2 separate regions of the Bos taurus genome follow, and region 2 is linked to region 1. The links are chromatin contacts, called in public Hi-C maps. All regions are on one chromosome and are shown on one strand. The core of a region is the stretch at or near the end of the contact, and the rest is flanking DNA. Distances in the headings are between cores, read along the strand shown.

Region 1 (4,068 bases), core at 536-3,035:
GTCCCCTCTGAAAAACAGGAACTGTGCTTGTCTGTTACCAGTTTTTGTGGTCGATCGGGCAACTATTTTGATTTTTGTCAGAAGGGAGGAAAAGCAGTTAAATCCAGTTAAAAACTGGTTAAAATGAACTGGCTCGTGAGATTTGAGTGCAGCTGTTTCCCACATCACAACACGGAGAGTGAATTGTTTATTACCACTCTTCAGTATTATTAGTTATCAGCACTGCTTTTTGAGCAGCGGCATCTCTGCTCTGTCTGTTTGGGGTTGAACCTTGGCAAATAGGAGCTGTGAGGGGAGAGAGGTTCCTGTTTGCCGATTTGCATGTACCTTGTTTTTGTTTTTGCCGGGTAGGTGTGTGCGCCTTCTGTCTGCGAGAGCCATTTAGCATGTCAGCAGTTTCCTTCCAGCCGCGCGTGCTGACTCATGCAGCTGTTACAGCCCTCAGCTGGCCCCACTGCGATCGGCCCACAGCACCAGCGCCGCCGTGGAGAGCACCTCGACCATTTCGCTGCGGGGAGACTATTTTCAGATCTGTGGTCGCTGCTGAGCTGGGTTCCCTTCTCCCTCCAGCAACCAGACACAGCTTTTGTTTCCCCGGGGTAGAAAATTGGGCATATTTCTAACTTGGTGACTGTGTGAGCATCACAGTATTTCTGGGAAGCCCCCAAAGAAAATCGATTTTTCCTTCCTTTTAATTTTTTGGTGCTCCTTATAGGGAGAGGGGAGTGGGGATGAGAGTAAGAGAAAGGGGCTCTGCTGTTACTTCCTCCTTAGCACCAGAGGGAACTCTTCTGAACAGTTAACTGAGGTTTTCCTGGTGTAACCCAGACCTGACCCACTTCTCCCCGTGTCAGTGAAGTGTGTGTGCCGGGACTGGGGCAGTGGGCAGGAGGTGTTCAGCAGCTAGCCCCACTTGGTTTTATGTGGTTCAAGTCCTTAAGTAATGACAGATTTTGTTTGTATCTGTTGCATGTTATTAAGGTTAAAAAAAAAAAAAAAAAACTCAAACCTGACCTCGGGTCATTTTAAACCTGGCATGTGTTTTCAGAAATGGTTTCGCTGTTTGTTTTTGGAGTTCAGTTCTGCTTATTTTCATCGGAAAGTGAAAATGTTACTTTTTTTGAGGTTTATAAATAAACTTCCTTTTGCAGATACAAGTTGATCAGAGCATCCTAAACTTATCTTGAGAAAGATGATTAAAGTGAGATCAGTTAGAGAAAGGAAAGCTTTACACATGGTTGTGGAGTTTGCCTCCATTTTTTTTTTTAGCTTCAATAAGCATTCTGAAGCAGCTTTGACCAGTAATAAAGAAAAAGCCAAGCCACAGTGACTATGTGTAACATGATGTTGATGGAAGTTCTTGGTTTCCGCCGATACAAATGACTCATCAGTATCAATAGAATTGTGACTTCTAATAATAACACAGTGCAAGACCTTCAAAACATGTGGTTTTTAGCCCTAGCTGTTAGTGAAAGGTTGGAAAATATTAGTTTGAGCTTTTTTTTTTTTCTGATCTCTTGATTTCACCCAAATTTAAAGTTGTTTTTTGTAGGTGTGATGATCACACTATTGTTTTTTCATCTTACTGTTTTTAGTTTCGTTATGACCACGTCGCCAAACTCAGATCATTTCATCGTTTAGAAATCTGTGCAGTAAGCATCTCCCAGGGCTGTGTTTTGAGGGAAATGTGGCTGAAAAGCAAATCCTCCCTGAACAGAGAAAGGAAAAAACCGGTCCGGACTCTGGTCCACCAAGCTGCCAGCCTTCTCCACAGAGTCTGTTGTGGAGGGTTGTGGGACCGCTGACTGGCTGATTGCCCTGTGAGTCATTGTCAGAGGAATCCAAGAGGAAGGGTAACAGAAAATGCGAGTCAGAGGAAACGGCCGAGTGAGAAGGAGCAGTTACGACAGGAAGGACGGTGCTGCCCCGTCTCCAGGGCTGAAGGGCTGAGACCCGCAGACCCTGAACATCACAGGGAGGTTAGGTGTGCATTTGTGAGTTGCAGCCTCTCTGCTTGCATCTATTTGTGGGCGCTTTCTTATTTTGCTGTTCAGTTTTGGTTTGTTTTGCCTGCATTTTGGCCAGACCATCAGAGATCTCTATCTTAGCTCGGTAAGACCACAGAGGTCTTACCCCAGGGCCTCTCCTTTTCGCATTCTGTAGTGAAAGCAACTGAATTTCTAGACTATGAAATCAGCACCTACATTTACCTTTATACAGCTTTTTTTCTTTCTGAACACTTCATCTTTAGAAATGTTGCATCACTGGTTTCCTAGTTACTACAGCCAGTGGCCTTTGTGCCTTACCTGCTATGTTAGCCTTGATCTGGGAAATACTAAAGGCTTTAAAGAGAAGCACAAAATGAGAATGTTACTAGTTGAAATTTTGTGTCAGTCTTGCCTCTCTCACAGTTCGTCCTGGATGGCTCTTATTTTTCCATGCCATCTTCTCAGCATTTTTTAGTTTTAATACTTATGCCTCCCTTTACTGTCTTTACCCTGGTGTTTTGCTCCCCGCTAGCATTTCCTTTCTTTGCCTCTTGTTCTTCCTCCCTCTTGCCAAGTCTTTACATTTCTTTCTCTATGTGAACACGCACCTCTTCTCCTTTATTCTTGTAGATTCTTTCTGCTCCTGCCTGCATGCATACACCCTTTCTCACATCATTCCTAGACAGACCCAGGCATGTGTGCACATATGCACACACTCTGTGTACATATGTGGACACATGTGCACCAACACAGCCCCCTCCCTGACCCTGGTCTCTTGCTTGTGGAGACCCCACAGTGGCTCTGGGTGCTTCTGTTGCTATCTCTTCCCAGAGCTGGTTTCTGGAAGGGGTCATTCAGACAAGAAGGGAATTGGAAGGGGAGCATACACTGGCTTCCCGCCTGTGTCTAAGAATACATCCTGGGAAGGAGGCTGGATTCTGAGGCTCCAGGAAAAAACCCAAGGGAGGCTCTGGCTTCAGAATCCAGGGAGTAGGTTGTTGTTTAGTCCCTAAGAGGTGTCCGACACTGTGACCCCTGTGGACTGCAGCATGCCAGGCTTCCTCCACCCGCTTCTCCTGCCCTCAGTCTTTCCCAGCATCAGGGGCTTTTTCAGGGAGTCAGATCTTCACATCAGATGGCCAAAGTATCGGAGCTTCAGCTTCTGCATCAGTCCTTCCAGTGACTATTCAGGGTTGATTTCCTTTAGGATTGACTGGTGTGATCTCCCTGCAGTCCAAGGGACTCTTCAAGAGTCTTCTCCAACACCACAGTTTGAAAGCATCAATTCTTCAGCCCTCAGCCTTCTTTATGGTCCAACTGTCACATCCATACATGACTACTGGAAAAACCATAGCTTTGACTGGGCGGACCTTTGCTGGCAAAGTGTTCAGGAGGAGGTAGGCCTGAGCTTGGGCACATCAGCCAAAGAGAACAAGGTGTTGGGATGATTTTTCCACCGGTCTTGAGTTGGAGAATCCTGATGGGGTGAGAAGGGCCTCTGGAGGGGGTGGGTGGTTGGGGAGTACTAAGGGGAGGAGGAGGCTCAGAACTCAGGGTGTGAAAGAGAATGGGGATCATTGGCTTGCCTCTGGCTGTTAAAATGCCCACAGAGCCTGGTCCAGGGGAACTGGCAGGAGATCCCGGGGATACCCAGGCTCCCTCTGCGACCTTAAGCTGTCTCTTGCCCCACCAGAGAGACCTTCCCTGACCCTGTGGAGTCGGGGGACCACCCTCTTTTCCAGGCACCCACTCTTCTCCTTCCTTTTCTCTGAGGCTCTTATCACCCTCTGCGCTCTTGTATATGAGGTTGCTTGTCCATCTGTCTCCCTCATTATGAAATCAGCTCCAGACTTTGGGGTCTTTGCCTCCTTTGGTCACTGTAAGTCCAGGGGCCTGGAAAAGTGACACTACAGGGCTGCTCATTAAGCATGTATTTGTTGAATAAATGAACTTACTGTCTCTTAAGAATCACCTGTGGCTTCTCACTGTCCATAGAAAACACTCAGAGTCCTCAGAAGAGCCTTTAAAGCTCCTTACAATCTGTTCCCAGGCTACGATTTCAGATATATATTTCATCAGT
Region 2 (4,186 bases), core at 919-3,418, 370 kb after region 1:
TAGAGGATGAGACAAGCCAAGATGCCCCTGACACTGAGAGTGAGTCTCCACTGAGATCCAAAGCTGGGGCACCACCTGTCTAAAGAGACCATGGGCTTCCTGGACCCCTTGGGCCCTCACCCTTCTAAACAGCCTGGTCAGCTTTCTGTGCCTCTGTGCTGAGCCTCATGCATGACTGATCACTGAATGTAGCTGCAGGCTGGCCGCTTAACAGGTGATGCTGCTGGTTCGCTGGACTTTGCATCCCGTCACCTCACTATTTATGAGGGTCTGGGGAATGAAAACTATGTCACCTCTGAGAAGTGAAATCCTGAAGGAATCAGTGGGTGGAGGGACAGTAAATAAGATGTGAAGCCCTACTGGGTCTATTTGAGTTGGAAAAGTTTGCCGAAAGAAAGGCAGGAGGGCCTCAGCCTTCTCAGTGTCCAAGGCCAAGTCACTTTAGCTGACTTTTGAGCCCATTTGAGGAATAGGTGGGTGCCTTCCAGCCTGGGAAAGGAACGTTTTCCCAGCTCCTCAGTGGGTCTGTGGCTGACATTTATCTCCAGGGAAGATGCCCATCAGTTTAGAACTTCCTACCCTGAAATTGGCAAATAGCTGTGGTAAGGTTTCTGCCACACCTTTCCAAGAACGACGTCAGGGGCTTCCCTTTGGTAGTTGGGGTAATCCCTCCCTTGCTTGAGGGGGTCGCAGCACACTTTAGAAAGAGACCAGAGTAGTTGGGGCTGGGGGGATTTTTTTCACATGGAAGAGTCTATAGTGGACAATTTTCCTTCAACCTCTGCAAAGCAGCTTGAGTTGCAACAGCTCTGCTGAAAAGTTATATGGCCTTTTGCTTCAAGGACTCTGAAACCAGCATTGTTGATTTTTCCTCTTTCCTGTCAACCTCGGTGCTGTTACCATAGTGGTTTATTTTTTATACAGGCTGTCTAGAGAATGTTAAATACAGTAGCCCTTGGTATAGAAGGCCTTGTGACTTTCCCTGTGGCCTGAGCCATAGGTATATATTCTGTCTGAAAATGTAGAGCATCAGCAGAATCGCTTTGTTGTCAGCAGAGGGGGAGACGCCGTGAGGCCCAAAGCATTGTCATGCCTGCTGTGAAAACACGCCTGCTGCCTGGTGTGGGGACATCCCTGTGCCCAACAGACAGACCTCTGTGTTGTGTAGGTACTGTCCAGGATCTGAGTCTGTTTGTTATCCAAGGCATATAAAAGAGAAATCAAACATTCTTTCGTATCATAATAAGCCCTGTGCAAACACGGCCTGTGGACAAAGCCCTTTGCCGGGCCCATAACAAGGAGCTGTTTGTGCTGACCGCCCGTCATTAGCGGCTGGAGCAGGGCTGAGCCAACTGTGCTGTTATGCGCACTGTGGTGATTTCTGCCCTCCTGAGCCAGCATTGGACAGCTGTCATGGAACAGAGGTTGCCCTATGGAAGTTCAATCAGAGCACCCATCGGGAGCCTTCAGCAAATGCCACGTCTCACAGGCTTAGAGCTATGAAGAAACCTGACTGAGCCGTCGCACCGAGACGCAGGAAGGCAAACGATCATTTACTAGGATTGCCTTTGTGCCAGGGGATTAAGTAACCACAAATGCCAGGGTCCAGACTCACTCAGGGGCTGCCTGCCTCTGATGCAACCAAAGCAAAAGCCTGAGCTCAGGATTAAAGATCTTCCTCTCACTCCCCTGAATGACCCAGACATAACCCTGTAGGTTCTGAATACTAACTAAGGGCTATTTCTTCACCAAAAGGATTTTGATCAGTTAAACCCAGAATGGCCTGTCTGTTCCTCTGGTTATCCAAGTTCACTCGAGTCTACTTGTTCTGTCTGCTAAAGCTATGCTGCCCAGTACAGGAGGCACACGCCGCATGTGGCTACTGAGCACTGGAAATGAGGCTAGTCTGAATGGTGAGGCACACCCAAGTATAAAATGCACCTCGGGTTTTGAAAATGTGGTATCCCCCCAAAAGTGAAATGTCTTATTAATTTTATGCTGATTACTGTTGATAATATTTTAGCTACATTAGGTTCTATTTGGTCTATTATTAAAATTAGTGTCACCTGTTTCTTTTCACTTCCTTTAACGTGGCTACTAGAAGGCGTAACAATCCCACTGGCAGCTCACGTTGTTTGCATTGGACAGCGCTGGGCTAGTGCCTGAACGAAGTTTAGGTTTATAGCTCCATCTGCTGGTGTACCCAAAGCAGATGCTCGTGTTAAGCAGGCGCTCAGCCCCTGAGCTGGGAAACACTGTGTCTTGGCCAAGCAACACTCAACCTTCCACTTCCAGAAGCTTCTGGACGGGACCAGAGCTGACTCCTGAAGTCTCTGCCTCATAGGGAGTCCTGAAGGGGGCAGTGGCAGACTACTGGAAGGTGCAGGTCTGTGTTCTCTATCTTGGTGCAGAGGAAGCTCGAGAGAACGTTGGTTCTCTGCTAAATGCTAAAGAAGGATTCTTTGGAGGATGCTCACCTTTTCCTTGATTTACAAGAATTTGAAAGTGAGACTCTTGCTGAAAACAGTATCTGCATCAATTATTTGTTGCTGCATAACAAATCATCCCAGGGCTTCCCAGGTGGCATAGTGGTAAAGAACCTCCCTGCCAACGCAGGAGATGTAAGAGATGTAGCTTCTGTCCCTGGGTGGGGAAGAACCCCTGGAGGAGAGCTTGGCAACCCTCTCCAGTATTCTTGCCAGGAGAATCCCGTGGACAGAGAAGCCTGGTGGTCTATGGTCTATAGGGTCAAAGAGTCGGACACAGCTAAAGAGACTTAGCACGCACCCATGCAACAAATCACCCCAAAACTTTGTAGCTTCAAACAATCATTTAACATTTCTCATTGTTTCTGTGGGTCTGGAATTCAGAAGTGGCCCATCTGAGCATGCCTGGCTCAGAATATCTCGTGGGGTTTAAGTCAGATGTTGGCAGGAGGCAACCTCTGGAGGTTTGCCTGGGCCTGGAGGATCCTCATCCAAGGTGGCTCATTCATGGGACTGATGAGGTGATGCTGGCTGTTGGCTGGAGACCTCAGTTCCTCTCTACCTGGGCCTCTCCACAATGTGTCCTAAAGAGAGCACAGTCTTAGATAGCGGTCCCCAACCTTTTTGGCACCAGGGACTGATTTTGTGGAAGATAATTTTTCCACAGACTGATTGTGGGGAAGATGGTTTCTGGATGATTCAAGCGCATTGCATTTATTGTGCCTTTTATTTCTGATCAAATGCTGCCGCTGGTCTGTCAGGAGGTGCTGGTCCATGGCCTAGGTTGGCCCTGATCTAAGAGGCCTAAGAAGATACTGTACAGGTCTTATGATGTCACCTCAGAAGTTACATGGACTACTCCCATTTCATTGTTTTGGTCAAAAGGCAGGAACATGCATCCCACCTTTTGACAGAGGAAGGTCAGCATCACATTGTAAAAGAAAATGTGAGAGCATGGGCCTTTTTATTTTCCAAAAATCCATAGTGCCTCATGGGTATATAATAGCACTGTGCAGCTAAAAGGCATGCCCCATTTTGCAGATGAGGAAACGGGGGCTCAGAAAAGTATGGTGACCAGCCTGAAGTCTCAAGTCTGGCAGGAAGGACTAAAAGCCAGTTCTAACTCCTAGATCTCAATGATGTAGCCTCGCCAGGGTCTCTCCCTATATCTGTCTCCCTTACGCTGCTGCAACTACAAATCACACCGACTGTTTCATCTTTCCAGCATCTCCAAGGTGTACAGGGCTCTCTTAATTCAAGTGTTTTAGATGATTCCTCAGATGATGTCTGTCTATAAATTGTTACTTCACTGAGTTGAGGCTCAATGGGAGTTGGTTTCAACTAATTGTAGAGCCCTGCTTACGAAAGCGCTGTGGCCATGACAGTGTATACATTTTCCATTGTTTCCATGCTGTTTGCTTCTAAGAGCTCAGGAATGATAACCACATCATAATATGTGTGTGTTCACATTGTGTTTGTCTGAATATTTCATCTTATTTATATTTGGAACAGGAAAGAATCATCACTGCTTGCTTCAGTTGTTTTCATAGTACTTGGTCATCATTAAAAAGGAGATTTTACCATTTTTTGATGTTCCACTCTCCAGAATGAAAACTATAAAATCCAGCTGCCATAATCATGTTCTGTTACTCTTGGTTGCAGGTCAAACTTCCATTTCCTGTCGATCAAATCACAGACCT

The links. Hi-C and Micro-C count contacts between places; a contact is called where the count stands out from the background.
Region 2: a contact with region 1 is called in a Hi-C map of skeletal muscle, with 9 times the contacts expected there. The contact joins two enhancer-like sites. A contact is called at or near these places in 3 of 11 Hi-C or Micro-C datasets (blood, liver and skeletal muscle).

The regions. Positions count from the first base shown.
Region 1 is chr9:59,962,611-59,966,678 of ARS-UCD2.0, forward strand. The region is part of intron 1 of BACH2 (BTB domain and CNC homolog 2); the gene reads left to right. Among named protein-coding and RNA genes, the nearest start is that of BACH2, 13 kb to the left of the region's middle. Within about 2 kb of position 1,786, at least 71 of the 102 cell types and tissues checked have an H3K27ac peak or open chromatin away from gene starts, as enhancers often do. A contact at or near this core is called in liver and skeletal muscle, where this site is marked.
Region 2 is chr9:60,328,818-60,333,003 of ARS-UCD2.0, forward strand. It overlaps BACH2 (BTB domain and CNC homolog 2), which reads left to right. Exons shown (of 8, transcript XM_059889877.1): 7 at 4,149-4,186. Among named protein-coding and RNA genes, the nearest start is that of GJA10, 38 kb to the right of the region's middle. Within about 2 kb of position 2,169, at least 20 of the 102 cell types and tissues checked have an H3K27ac peak or open chromatin away from gene starts, as enhancers often do. A contact at or near this core is called in liver and skeletal muscle, where this site is marked.